3 separate regions of the Rattus norvegicus genome follow, and all the other regions are linked to region 2. A link is a contact called in public Hi-C data. All regions are on one chromosome and are shown on one strand. The core of a region is the stretch at or near the end of the contact, and the rest is flanking DNA. Distances in the headings are between cores, read along the strand shown. Region 1 has its middle 74 kb from the start of Zfp648. Region 2 holds the start of Glul (glutamate-ammonia ligase). Region 3 has its middle 130 kb from the start of Zfp648.

The links. A called contact is a pair of places that touch in the nucleus more often than the background predicts.
Region 1: a contact with region 2 is called in a Hi-C map of liver, with 7 times the contacts expected there. The contact joins the enhancer-like site here to the promoter of Glul in region 2. A contact is called at or near these places in 11 of 12 Hi-C or Micro-C datasets (the A7r5 cell line, the Rat2 cell line, Schwann cells and 6 more) and 1 of 1 datasets of contacts at active chromatin or transcription factors (oligodendrocytes).
Region 3: a Hi-C map of psoas muscle shows a contact between it and region 2, with 2.0 times the contacts expected there. The contact joins the enhancer-like site here to the promoter of Glul in region 2. A contact is called at or near these places in 2 of 12 Hi-C or Micro-C datasets (mammary epithelial cells and psoas muscle).

Annotation. Positions count from the first base shown.
Region 1 is chr13:68,812,631-68,815,330 of GRCr8, forward strand. No RefSeq gene overlaps it. Among named protein-coding and RNA genes, the nearest start is that of Zfp648, 74 kb to the right of the region's middle. Within about 2 kb of position 1,356, at least 37 of the 93 cell types and tissues checked have an H3K27ac peak or open chromatin away from gene starts, as enhancers often do. A contact at or near this core is called in liver, where this site is marked.
Region 2 is chr13:68,574,804-68,577,503 of GRCr8, forward strand. It overlaps Glul (glutamate-ammonia ligase), which reads left to right and starts at 1,263. Exons shown (of 7, transcript NM_017073.4): 1 at 1,263-1,381.
Region 3 is chr13:68,754,195-68,756,894 of GRCr8, forward strand. No RefSeq gene overlaps it. Among named protein-coding and RNA genes, the nearest start is that of Zfp648, 130 kb to the right of the region's middle. Within about 2 kb of position 1,332, at least 35 of the 93 cell types and tissues checked have an H3K27ac peak or open chromatin away from gene starts, as enhancers often do.

The sequences.
Region 1 (2,700 bases), core at 106-2,605, 240 kb after region 2:
GTTCCGAGCCTTCTCTCCAGCCCTTGCTTCCCAATCTTTCAAACTGCAGTTTGAAAGGAAACGAGGAAGAGGCGCCAGCGTGCAGATTGAAAACCACCATGGTGTTTACTGCTTAAAGGAACCACAAGTTCATGGCAGCCTGACTGACCAGAGAAAAACCTGTTCTGTTTAGGCAAAAGCCCAGTGGCAGCAAAACTAGATTTCTGGCCAAACTCTGCGGTGCGAACCACCGCAACCCGCCTTCCTCCTCAACATGGGCTTGGTCCACATTGGCAACGTGGATAAGCAGCACCCTGTCTCCCTCCAGTGATTCTTCTGAAGCACAAGCTCCGGGAGAGTCATACTTTTCTAGACATCAGCTGAAGCTGGGCCACATGCAAGAGAGAGAGAAGGAGGGCAAAAGGAAGACAGCTCAGCTGGCTGGCCTTGGCCCTTGAAGAAACAAGCCGCAGCAGGGGAAGAAACATACTGTTCCCTACAATCTGATCAACTGTGCAGACCTCTGGCTTGCATACTCAGGGACGCCAAGGCCCACAGGCGAAGCTGATTAGAACAGGCAGGAAAGGGGAATTGGAGATTGTTCCTGGGCAGATGAGAAACAGGTTATGAGGAAGGGAGTATCTCAGGTGGTGTGTGTGTGTGTGTGTGTGTGTGTGTGTGTGTGTGTGTGTGTGTGTACACAAGTATGAACACGCCTGCTCAGTTGGAGCCTGTGTGGGGGTGAGGAGGATGCTGCCCCCAGGAGCATAATACTCTACTTGTGCCCTGAGATCCCAGCTCCTAGGGTGGCCTCTGGCAACTGCTGAGGCCGCACAGCGAGAAATCTGGAACAACAAAGGCTGAAGGACAAAATGATCTCTGGCCAGAGGGGTTGCTGGCTTCCCAGGGCCAAGAGCTTCATTTCAGATGGACAGGGGACAACCAAGAAATAGACAAGGGGGCTGTGAAGTGAACAGAGTGAAGGAAGGAAGCCAAGGAGGCCGTGGAGGTGCTGGGTGCAAGGCGCGGTGTGAGGCTCTTACACACGGGGGTCACACTATGAAATTGCCCTCACTCATAAAATGGGAAGCAAACAGCTCTTTTCCTTCCCCCAGGTCAGCGACACCTAGCATTGCGTAATACCAGAGCCATTTGTTTATAAAGCAAACCAGAAGCCAGCCGGGGAATTTAGTCACGGTGAGACTATAGAACATGCATTTTAGTTTACAACTCAGAGAACGATGTTCAGGGACGTGAAGACCAAAGTACTTCTCAAGCCTTTGCCTCTCAGCCACACCTGTGGAACTGAGAGGCCCTCTTCCTGGTGGGCACCTGCCGTACCAGCAGACACCATTTTCCGCTGCCTCTACTTTAGCGCCACCTGCTGGCTCTGGCTGCATAACAGCATAGTTCACTCGGGCGAGCTCTGCCAGTCTGTACAGCCTATCTTTCCACATTTCTTCGGTCTTTTTTAGTTTTTTAAAGGTAAAACTTTAATTTATTCATGAACAAAACCCAATAGAGGCTAAATACTTCTAAATTTATAATATATCCCCCATTTGAAAGGCCACACTTGGTGCAATTGTTCGGACCCATTATTTGAAATATATAGAAACACTATATTAAAACACACACACACACACACACACACACACACACACACACACACACACACACACACACACACACACACACCCTAAAAATGACTATTGAATAACAAGAAAAGGATTTTAGATAAGTCAATGTTATTAAACATATGTTTATAGAGAAGAGTCAGTTTTATATGTAGATAATCATCGAGGATTTTTAAGATTTATTTTATTTGTATAGAGACAGGGCCTCACAGCCTTTCCCTCGCTGGCCTGCAACAAGTCGTGCTGCTTCTTCAGCTCACCAAGGCCTCCTCAGCGTTGTCTTCAGACTGGCTCAGGTTTCTAGTTCATCCTTTTCTCAGTTGAATCTTTTCCCTATGATTTTCTTTTCTTTTTTTTTTTTTTAAAGAAAAAAATCCTGAAATTCCACTGACCTTTGTTGTTGCTTCCTGTGGTTATTTGTTTGCTTATTTGTTTATTTTTCTGTGTAGGCATGTCCATGCAATAGTGTGTTTGGAGGTAAAAGACAAGTTGCTGGTGTTGGCTTTCTCCTGTCGCTCTGTGGGGTCCGGGGGTTGAGCTCTGTCATTGGGCTTGCCTATAGGGCCTTTACCTGTGGAGTCGGCTCGAGAGCCCTTTCCACTGCTTTAGAGGGTCTACCTTCCTTCCTCTACATATTTAGAACATGTTTCGGAGAGTTTGGTCCTATGTGAGAGGCACAGTGTGGACTACCAACACCCAAGTCAGTGCCTCTACCCAAGGACTGAGTCTGGGCACACCAGAGCAGTCCAGTTGTGCAACAAGGGCCTTTCTTGCCTGAGAGCCCTCACTGAGGATGTTAGATGAGTCCCATTTTCTGCTTTTGACCTCAATACTCTGGCTCAAAGTTCAATTCTCATCCACTGACCAATCACAGTGGGAGAGTCAGCCTCGGGGCCAGTTGATGTTGATGGTGAGGCTGAGTGAGAAGAGTTTTCTCAAAGTGGCAAGGGTGAATGTTCATTGCAAGCCAGAAGATGAGAACCAGAGAGTAAGGGTCTCGCCAAGTAGATAACGAGGCCGGAGAGAAGAAAGGGATAAGCTCATTGCTTAAAGGTTTTCAATCCCTTTCTATGTTTCCTGGTAGAAT
Region 2 (2,700 bases), core at 13-2,512:
GCAACATTTCTTTTTCATATTTGTGGTGCAAAACATAACCAGAAGAACAAACTCCATCCCTTCCTCTTCCAAAGGCACCAAGAGCATGGATTTCTGGTGTTAGAAAATCTCCATCTCAAACACCAGGGCTCCTGAAAACATATAATAAAGACCGGACATGAGGTAGATTTCATGTACTAGACACAGATTGCTCAGAACGTGGCATTAATAATATATGGGCCACGTCTATTTTTACAGGTAATTTCTGTGCACATTTTCAGTTTGTCTCATAGTGTTTACACATTATCTCAGCCAACACTGCAGGGTTAAGAAAGGAAAGAGAAACTCATTCCCCCCCCCCCCGCCCCGCTCCCCACATACTTAAAAACAAACAAGAAGCAAAAGCAGGGATTTCTTTCTTCCCTTGCTTTCTTATTGTTTGTTGAGACACGTTTTCTCTGTGAAACCCTGGCTGTCCTGGAACTCCCTCTGTAGACCAGACTGGCCCCGAACTCCGGAGATCCACCAGCCTCTGACTCCTGAGTGCTAGTACTAAAGGTATGTGCCACCACCACTCTTTAGCACACGGTCTGCATCCTGACTTCAAGTCTGGTGGACCGCTTTGAAAGTCCTTCCATCTGCTTTATTTTGCAGATCTAAGGAACTCGGGCACTGAGAGGCTCAGAGACTTGCGAGACACACAAGGCAACGTCAGTCAGTCTACGGTCCTCAAAAATCCTCTTTATAGAAACGTCACACTTGTGTTTAAACCGTGAAATCACAGCCTGATCACATCCCCCAAACCCAGTCAGGAAGCCAGGAAGATGGGGTCCTCCAGGTTCCGGGAATCCTGTCTGTCTCTGGCTCGCTCAACAAAGGGTAAAATTCTCTTCTGGGGTTCTGGATTTTCACCGACAGATCTCTCCGAAAACCTCTGTACTGTTAAGGTAGCAAAGGACCAAGGCCAAATGACGCTGAGACAGTCTCAGCCTGGGTCCGAGGGTCCAGAGGTCGCTAAAGAACGCGTGCTGCAAAGGCGCACAGCACCTTCGGCCCCGGCCCCCCAGCCGCCGCTGCCTCCCCTCCCCCATTCCCCTTTCTCTTTCTTTCTTCTGGGTCGCTCGCCCCACCCCGCGGTTCCTCACGGCTCCTGGGCCAATGGTCTCAGGGCCCCGGTGCACAGCAACTGATGGGCACGGGGTTCCAGGCCTAGGCCAGCCAATCAGGGCGCCTGGGGGCGGGCACAAGCTGCCAATAAAAAGTACTGAGCAGCCCGCAACCCTGCACAGCCGAGAATGGGAGTAGGGCGGAGTGTTTGAGCAGCACACCCATTTCCTCTCCGCTCTTCGTCTCGTTCTCGTGGCCTGTCCACCCATCCATCATCCTGCCGGCCACCGCTCTGGTAAGCGCACGGAGGGTCCAGGGGTGCACAGCCACCCGGGCTGTGGCGTCGCACTCTACATCCCAGCTCCAGTCTGTTGCTGCTTGGCGCGGGATGCAGCGTTCGTGCCTCCCGCGTGCTTGTAGCGTGCGGCTCGGGCCGGCTCTGTTTGGCGTTCCTAGGGCGCGCTGTGAGCCAGGCTCCGGGAAGGGCGGGGTTGCGGGTTGTTATGATCTGTTTTTTACTTGAGGCGGGAGGCGCCGCCCCGGAGGCGGGCGTCCTGGGTTGGCTACCAAGCCGAGATCCGGGGCGACTCGGTGGTCCCAGCGGGAGTGCGCTCTTCTTGCCTTAAGTGGGCGCCGGCGCCTTGATCCTCTCTGGGCGGCGCGATTGGGTGAGTTGTCACGCTGTGGGTGGTCTGGTTGAGGCTGGTGGTCGTTAGCTTTGGTGGCACCACTCGCCAGCACGCAACGCCTTTACCGTATGACCGAACAATGGAGAGCCGGGACCCCGGAGTGGCCGGAGGGCTCTGCAGTGGAGAGGCGGGGCCGGGCGGAGGCAGCAGCAGCACGCTGTGCCTCCCGCCGTCGCTCCACTCTCGCCGTCCGGCCTCTGTCCTCGCCGGGGTATGGCCCCTTGGGAGAGGCCTTGAGATCTGCGGGGGTCCGAGAGTCGGGGCGCCGACTTTCCGGTTATTTTAGTGGGAAGGGCTGCTTCTCAAAGTGGATTACCCCAACTCCTCCGGGGGCGGGAAGCGGGGATCCTCCCCCAACCGCAAATACTCAAAGAAAGCACCGGCTGAAGACATAGACGATGGAGAGTCTCGGTTCTCAGAGTCCCCTTCTAATACCTTCGGCTTCGTTGCCTACTCTGTGAACAACGGGGAGAAGTCGAGGGCTAAGGTTAAATCCCACCAGCCTACTTATTCCAGCACCTCCCACTCCGAACGATCTGGGTCCCCCATCCCATCGCCCTCACCCAGAAAGCAGCGTTGCTTAGACCAGCGAGAAATGGAGCTGGAGGAGAGGAACGAACACTACTCTAAAAAGAGGAGGATTAGAGAGTACAACCTCAATGTATTTGATTCACATTGGCTGGGGTGAGTAAAAAGGCAGGGAGAAGGACCCGGGTGCATCTGGCAACAAGCAGAAACTACTCAGAATCTTAAGAACCCGTTCCACTTTGCACCACAGGGACACTAGTTGGTGCTAGGTACACTAGGCTGCTGGTACCCAACTGGTTTCCAGGAACAGAGGAGGAACCCAGGTTCACCTAAAGATTGTTAAATGCTGGATGTGTAAGCCACAGGAGAGGCAAGCCGAGAGAGAATTGGGTGGTGT
Region 3 (2,700 bases), core at 82-2,581, 180 kb after region 2:
AAGAGAAGGTGTAGTACTCTGAGCACACCAGAGAGACAGAAGGGAAGGTTGACGCCATTGCCATGACTACAAGCGAGCGTCATCAGTTTTCACGCCCTTCTGCTTGTCCAAAAGCTAGGGTGTGACCATTTTGTGAGTCAAAGCTGACAATGTTCACTGGACACCAAGTCTCTGGAATTAAAAAACCATCTCCCGAGGCTGCCAGGACACAGCACTCAGAATCTGAGTGGAGGAGTCATATATCTGTTATGTAGGGAAATTGGAAACCCGCCTTTTTCCCGCCTCAGAAGAGATGCAGTTATTGCCTGAATTCGACTATTCTATAAGGAAATGGAGGGATGAAAACTCAAGACCATGAAAAAGTGAATATAGATTCGTCACAGCAATGAAACTCACGTGAGAAGCAGGGTAGGCATTGGAAAGTGGGAGGGACATGTAGGATGATTGACAAGCCCACTGTTGAGCAGGTGGGCTCTGAATGGTTTCCAGTAGCACACTTGTTTAGTGATAAACTCTCGAGTCACCTAAAGCACAGAATACAGAATATATTGTATAGAATATTGTGTTTATATGGGAAGGGGGGGCTATACATGCTGTCTGAACTACAAAGCCCTCAATTATCCCAAGCAAGACACTCTTGGGAAGGAACTTTGCTCCATGAGTCAACAGTCTCTTCCTCACATCCTTACTGATGAATTGGAAGTTGAATCAGAGGAGAAAACAGGGATTGAGTAGCAGTGGGGTGGGGAGGGTGACCTCAAGAATGCTAGAGCAACGTTAGTCACTGGCTTAATACTATGGAGTCAAATGGAAATGAACCGAAGGACTGTTTTTATCTGTTGCAGCTCCGTCTGTCTCTCTAGGAGGCAGAAGAGTAGAGATTAAGATGTGGACACCATTAGTCAAGGGCCTGGCTCAGCCTGAGTCAGCATCTCCTGGCTTCACCCTTTGCACACTCATGTGATCTGGGGTTGTCAGGAAGGGTCCAAAGGGAGATCGTCACTTACTGACCTTTGAAAGGCTAGGACATCTGAGGGATCGTGTCTGTCCAAGCCCCACTGGACGTGGGTATGGATGTACGTGTATCCGATGGGTGTTGTAAATATACCCTGCTGATTCAGGATATGTACAAAGGCTATCTCATCCCTGTCCTCTCCATTTTGGGCCTCCTGTGTCTATTTCAAAGCTCTAGAGGTAGGCTGATCTGATTTCTGTCCATCCTGTCCCCTCCTTGTTTACTGGAACATTGGGTCACTGCAGTACAGCTGGGATGTGAGCTCTGAGCAGTCCAGCGAGGCTGAGGCGGGGCCCTGCAAGGCTTCTTGTCATTGCACTGTTTTTCCTTCCCTCCCACAGCGTTTTCTTGGAAGTTCCCTGCCAGGCTCAGTGTGTATCTGCAGAGACACATTCCACATTCCCAGCTGCTTTCAACTCAGCAAGTCTCTCGCGCCTGCCGCTCCTTTCAAAAGCCCCGTGGCCTGCAATGTTAGAGATAAAAATGCCCGCAGAAAGGGAATGAAACAAACACCAGATGATCCCAGAAATGGGGGCAGCCAAAGTTTTTGTTATGACTCAAGAATGTCCATTTTCACATACAAACCCATCATCATTGTTTCCCGTCTTTAAAAGCAAAGAGGAGAACAATCTCTGCATAGGAGGCCTTTGTGATTCAGCTGAAGAGAACAAGGAGGAGCCCCAGTAGCTGCTCAGTAGAGGTGACCTGATGCTGACCTTTCTCCCTGATCACGTGATGCCCCACCGCCTGAACCCTTGCGACCTACAACAGTCCTACTTCCCCTTTCCCCTCCCTCAAAGCTTCAGGTCTCTGACTTTCCCCACCCACACTTCTTTCAGGCATAATTACTTAATTCTTTCTATACTATAGGAAATAAATAAGGGTGGGTAGGAGAGAAAGACTAAGATACATCAGCTATTTTAAAATCATATTTAAGGCCTGGGGGATGGCTCAGTTGATAAAGTGCTTGCTTATGAGGTCTCATGTAGCTTAGGCTGGACCCAGACCTACTATGTAGTGGAGGATGACCTAGAGCCTCTGATCTTCCTGCCTCTATCTTCCCATGCTGGGATTCCAGGCACGTGGCACCATAACCAGTTTTATGCAGTACTAGAGACTGGGTTTTAGGCTTGTTAGGCAGACACTACCAGCTGTGCCAAACCCCCAGCCACGAGTTGTTCTTGTTACCAGATGCTGCATGGATAATTTAAGGTTGAGACAATTCTCAAGATGTGATCCTCTGAGCTGTAGTATCGGCATCCCTCCAGATTTACTGAGACCAGAACTCTTGAGGGAAAGCATAGATATTGAAATATTTATTGAGCCCAAAGAAGTTCAAGAAGCCTTGAGCTAGAGGAGTCTTCATGGAGTTGGGGTGAAGGGAGGTGATGGGGTTTCTCTGTGCTCTTTACATTCGGAATAGTTCAGTCTGGGGAAAGAGTGAGTGTCTTAGGGTCTTATTGCTATGAACAGACACCATGACCAAAGCAACTCCTATAAGGACAACATTTAATTGGAACTGGCTTACAGGGTCAGAAGTTCAATCTATTATCATCAAGGCAGGAGCATGGCAGCATCTAGTCAGGCATGGTGCAGGAGGAGCTGAGTTCTACATCTTCATCTGAAGGAAGCCAGGAACAGACTGGGCATCCTCAGGCAGCTAGGAGGAGGGTCTCCAAGCCCAC